Linked DNA regions of Mus musculus: region 1 is linked to region 2. The links are chromatin contacts, called in public promoter capture Hi-C maps. All regions are on one chromosome and are shown on one strand. The core of a region is the stretch at or near the end of the contact, and the rest is flanking DNA. Distances in the headings are between cores, read along the strand shown.

Region 1 (2,700 bases), core at 45-2,544, 400 kb after region 2:
TATATAGACCAAGCTGACCTCAAACTCCCAGAGATTCACCTGCCTCTGCTTCCCAGGTGCTGGGATGAAAAGCACGCGCCACTCTGCCTGGTTTCTCTTTCATTTTATGGATCCACAAACAAAATACAGGCCAGGTGTGTTGATACACATCTTTAGTCCCAGCACTTGGGAGGCAGAAGAGGGTGGCTCTCTGAGTTTGAGGCTAGCTTGGTCTACAGAGTGGGTTCCAGGACAGCCAGGGCTACACAGAGAAGCCCTGTCTCAAACAAACAAAGTATATATGTATTCAACAGACAACATTTGCTTACTCATTCCTATGCTGCATATATGATGTCTCATTTTGTATTTTGCTTCGGATGTATCCTATGATATTCTTGAATTTAGTTCATTCACTCATTGCTTCCATAACCCCCCCCCCTCAAAACGATTTAAAGTGCAATAGGAAAAAAAAATGATCCCAATTCCTCTCAAAACGAGAAGCACCGGGTTCGCCAGAGGTAAGCCTGGTAAAGGCTGGAATTCAGTCGTGTCAAACACTGGGGCTGAGGGGATATCTCCGTAAGCGAGGTGCTTGCTAAGCAACCATGGAGACCTCAGTTCAAACCCCTAAACCCATGCGTGGCAGTGTGTGCTCGCAATGCCCACGCAGGGGAGGCAGAGACAGGCAGAGCTCCGTGGCCCTGGCCAGCCTGGCCTGCTTGGTGAGCACAAAGCGAGGGGAGAGCGCCTGAAACATAGCACCAAGGCTGGCCTCTGACCTCCTGTACATGCGCACACTCACATATTCTCACACACACACACACACACACACACACACACACACCACGAAATAAAACATTACAGGGCCTGGGGGCACAGCACATGCTTAGGACCCGAGCCAGGTCCTAGGTCCCGTTCCCCACACCCCACACAATGCAGAGTCTAAGACTCCATTGACAGACATACAAGGAGGTGGGATTGAATGGAAGTTTTCTGTGGAGAAAGGATGATCGCCAGAAAATGCTGTCTTGTCTAATTTTTTTACTCCTGTGAGAGCTTTCAGCCCTTTCTGTGTCCTGGAGAACAAGGGACATGCTCCTATCAGCCACCAAGAGACACACGCGCTTGTGGGCTCAGGCTTTGGAGACACTCAAAACTCTTATGATCCCGAAATATCAGCCTTCTCCTGATCTCTCTGTAAGGAGATGAAAACGGTGCCCGCACTGCCTCTGAGCCCTAACCCCAAGGATGATTCTTACCAATTATCTGAGCGAGCCTTTCTTCTGAGGTTTCAGAGCTGCCCACTCCTCTGCCACATGTCTGCTTGCTGTGCTGACTCCTCCTCCTGAGCACTTCAGCTATATGCCATGCCTCAGCCAATCCAAAGGTTGGAACAGTAAGAGCTACCTCTGACTTACAGCCCCAACCCCTCTGCTGTTTGGGACAGACCCACCCTGTCTCCAGAGCAATGGAACAGCGTGCTATGCAACCAGGGCTCCTTGACTCTCAGTACCTTCTTCCTGTCTTTTCACCTCAGATCTGGGGCAGAGATAAGCAGGGGGCATCACCTTTCCTCTGGATGGTGGTATGGGAGGGAATCTGTCCATCTACTCTTAGTTCCTGTTTGTTTGTTTGCTTGTTTGTTTGTTTTGTTGTTCAAAACAGGGTTTCTCTGCAGAACAGTGGCTGTCTTAGAACTCATTCTGTAGAGCAGGCTGGCCTTGAACTCCGAGAGCCACCTGCCTAGGCCTCTGGAATACTGGGATTAAAGGCGTACACCACTGCTGCTCAGCAGAACGTTTGCTCTTAGTGTCTCTTACCATTTGCTTCTGTTGTTTTGATGTGGTCTCTCTCTAGTTTGGGTCTCCTGAAATGGGCTAGGTTGGTTACCAGTGAGCCCCAGGGAGCCACATAACTCTGCCTCCCTGGGAACTAGAGCTGCAGGCATGTGTTCCCCTCTCTGGCCTCGGCACTTGGACACTCACTATTCAGGTGACAGCATGTTCCTCTCAGCTTCTGCTCTGTGACCCGTGAATCTGTCTTCTGACAACGAGTGAGTTTATCATTTAGAAGCATCTCTGACACCTCAGATCATGCCTATGATTCTCCTCACCAAGAGGTTTTAACAGAGCTTGGGGCAAGCCCCGGCCTTTAAGACAGAATAGCGATAAGAAAATGTCAGTGCCGAGCTGACTGTGAACAGCGGACTCTCAGGTGCTGCTGATGCTCGTCGGGGTAATGGAAAGTATGAATCCAACTCCATCGGTGATGTGCCAGGTCAGAGACAACTGGCTGCCACCCCTGCCCAGCAGGGCCACTCACAAATCTGTCCTCTCCCTGTGTGTTAGTCCCCTCTGTGTAGATTAAGCTAGCCTGGACTTCCCTATGTAGACTAGGCTGGCCTAGCACTTAGAGGTCTGCCTGACTCTGCCTCCTGAATACTGGAATTACTGTCTTGGGATCTATCCATGACTTTGTGATGGTTTTTATATGCTTGGCCCAGGGAGTGGTACTATTGAGAGGTGTGGCCTTGTTGGAGTAGGTGTGTCATTCACTGTGAGTGTGGGCTTTAAGGCCCTCATCCTAGCTGCCTGGAAGTGAGTCTTCCACTAGCAGCCTTCAGATGAAGATGTAGAAATCTCAGCTCATGCACCATGCCTGCCTGGATGCTGCCATGCTTCCCACCATGATGATAATGGACTGAACCTCTGACCCAGTAAG
Region 2 (3,016 bases), core at 479-2,978:
AGATGGAGAACAAAGCAGCTCTCCTGGCCCGAGCTCTGGCATGCACCCACTCCTCACGGTCACCTTTTTGAAAGCTTTCACAAGTTTCTTTTTGTCATAATCGTCCGCAATGCCCTGCACAGTGGTCAGCGTCTTCCTGCCGTTGCGCTGCTGGATCCTTATATGAATGTAGTCCTCAGTCCCTGCCGGGAGTAAGTCGTCGCCCTTAGTTGCATCAGCAAAGGGGTCTGTAGAGGAGCAGAAAAGTAGAAAACAAATTACAAAGTAGTATGTAGAAGCGTGCTCCACTCCATATCCAGACAGACCTCGGTGAGGCCTCCAGCACTCCTGCTCCATTTCTGCAGGCGAGGGTGGGGCTCACTGATAATAAGTTTTTCAAAGGAGAAAAACCTAAGCAGGCTCTGTATGCCGATATCTGAGCTTAAAAGTAGAGACCACCACTGTGGAAGCCACCAGCAAATGAGACAGAAAACATTTACGAAACCCTAATTTCATACAGCCTTCATACAGCCGCCACAAGAACATGCGTCACCGCCACTATTTTTCGACTACAACATTCAAAAACACCCACCCCAATTAGTTAACATAGTAACTGAGCCTTATAAAACACATATAAACATATACATGCAACCTCACGAGGTGTAATTTACAAAATGATTGCAAGCAGAGACAACAGGGCCACTTCCAAGTCAAATCAGAGGCCTCTCTCCTAAGTGTTTCAAACAGACGCCTCTGGGGGCTGCTTAAAACCAGCTGGGTCCAGCCCCACCCCAGCTCCGGTCAGTGACAGGTCTCTCTGGCACCCCCCCCCCCTCCAGTCCTGGCCGACTGAGTCGCAGATCCTCTAAGCCCTTAACTTCCCTTCCCTCCCAGCAAGGACTGAGCAAGGCCACCCCCCGCCCCCCATGCCCCAACACACACACACACACACACACACACACACACACACACACACACACTTGTGAGTCGTCTGAGAGTCACAGGTCTCGCAGTCACCCTAAAGCTGTCAGGTTCTCCAGCTTCTGGGCCCCACCCCTCCAGTCTCCTTGCAAAGCCCTGGCCAGCCCCGAGGCCACAAGAGAGATAACACCAGAGACTCCCAGCGTCTTGTCACTGTCAGGTTCCCTGCAAGCCCCTAGTCCTAGTCTCTGCAGCCCTGGCAAGTACTGTAGCTCCCTTACGGGTCTCTGAAGCCCCCGGCCTTTCTGTCAGTCCCCCCAGCCTCTGGCGGGTCCCCCTGCAGCCCTGGCGTGTCCCCCGACCGTCCTGTGAGTCCCCGAGACCCTTGTCTTCCTGCCAGTGTCAAGTTCCCCAAGCGCCTGCCGGTCGGGCCCTCGCCTCTACGGAGTCGCAGGCCCACTTAAGGCCGTGTCCGAGGCCCGGAGAGGGGCATCCCCCGGGCTAGGGTCGCGGGGAGCCCCCCGTCGCCATCTTCTGGGCGCCGAGACAAAGCCCAGAGGGACGCGGGCGGCGGCCGGCCACTGGCCCTTACCGAAAGATTGGAGGTTCTGGATAGTGGACATGCGACACTAGTGTGAGGCCGGTGAGAGGATAGAATTCCCGCGGGGCCCGCCCGGATCACCGTGTCAGGAGGCTGCAGCGGCGAGAAACGGAAATCAATGAAGCGGCGGAAGCCCGGGGCGCAGGAAGACGCGGAGGCGGCGGTGGGGCGCGAGCAGGGAGGCGGCGCTGCGGCTTCTCGCACAAAATGGCCGGCGCCGCGTATTTAGCCCCGCGCGCCGCCGCCACGTGACCGTCCGCACGCACCGCGCGTCCGCCCCGGAGCGCCGAGCCGGGGGCCAGCGAGGAGCGGGCGGGAGCCCACTGCGGGCAGCCGCGGTCCGTCCCGCCCGAGGCGCCGGGCGGAGGCGCTTCCGGGTGCAACGGCGAGAAACGTGCCCCCGGGGGTCTGGACTTGCAACCAGCGGGGACCGCGCTCTGCGCCTCCGCCGCCCTCCCCAGCCCCCAGGGTTCCCGAGACCCCTGAGTTCCTTGCAGAACCCTTGTGGGTGCCACCTGGGAATTCTCCCTTCCTCCAAGCCCCGGGATTCCGATGCTGCAGTCTCTACTAAGCTTAACCTGTTTGTCTCAGGTGTCACGACCTAGCCTCTAGCAGAGTCAGGTGTGCGTGGAGAGAACGCGCTACCATCCCGCCCGAGCTCTCCTCTGCGGAGCCTCCTAAGGTCGGATGCAAGTCCCGTGCAGGATGGGTGTCTGGTGGTTGCTAGGTGAGTGTGAGCGAGCAGATGAAGTAACTGTAAAGAGTAACCGTGCACAACCATCAGTGGACAGTGGAGAACCGTCTTAACCTATGTAAACCACCTATGCAGGTGGTTGGCTTTCTAGACCAAAGCAGTAGACTAAAAATTTGGAATTCTTAACCTTTTTGTAGGTCAAACCTGTTGCCTTCGTGTTGAAATAGTATTGGAGGCCTGATGCAAGACATTAGAAGCCATAGATAGCATACATACTATGTTTCTGTCTAGCAATCCATTCAACAAGATGTAGCAGTAGGTCCAATCGCTACTACAATTTCCTTTTTAAAAAGATTTTATTTTTATGTGGTTGGGTGTATGTACCATAGAGGCCAGAAGAGGGTGTCATATCCCCTGGAACTGGAATAACAGCTGGTTATGAGACCATGGGAACAGAACCCAGGTCTTGTGTAAGAGCAGCAACTCCTGGGAAGTCTCTCGAAGTCCATTACTGTAGTTTAAAAAAGGAAATGAATATCTGGAGTGTAGTGCTCATGTTTCAGTGACTTCTATTGTACAAAGTGGCCGCTCCTAATGTTTCTATGCATGGCCTGTTGCTTTAGGGTTGTAAAAATGAATACACTTGTATGCCCCTACATCCACCAGTCAGGTTTCAGGCACACTACTTACTCAGTTTTATTCTTATACCATGGTTTGAAAAACTCTAGCTTACGAATATTTGAATTAATAGTCTTGAGCATCTTCCACCTTCATGTAGGTCCTGGAGCAGGAACTCAGGTTGTCAGGCCATCAGCAAGCCT

The links. Promoter capture Hi-C pulls out the DNA fragments that hold promoters and counts their contacts.
Region 1: a contact with region 2 is called in a promoter capture Hi-C map of embryonic stem cells. The contact joins the promoter of Ccr8 here to the promoter of Eif1b in region 2. A contact is called at or near these places in 5 of 39 promoter capture datasets (cranial neural crest, embryonic stem cells, frontonasal cranial neural crest and 2 more) and 1 of 115 datasets of contacts at active chromatin or transcription factors (memory CD8 T cells).

What each region holds. Positions count from the first base shown.
Region 1 is chr9:120,090,727-120,093,426 of GRCm38.p6, reverse strand. Ccr8 (chemokine (C-C motif) receptor 8) reads right to left here and starts at 1,294. Exons shown (of 2, transcript NM_007720.2): 1 at 1,239-1,294.
Region 2 is chr9:120,491,318-120,494,333 of GRCm38.p6, reverse strand. Eif1b (eukaryotic translation initiation factor 1B) reads right to left here and starts at 1,728. Exons shown (of 4, transcript NM_026892.3): 1 at 1,493-1,728; 2 at 64-227. The coding sequence starts at 1,523. D830035M03Rik (RIKEN cDNA D830035M03 gene) reads left to right here and starts at 1,753. Exons shown (of 2, transcript NR_166642.1): 1 at 1,753-2,228.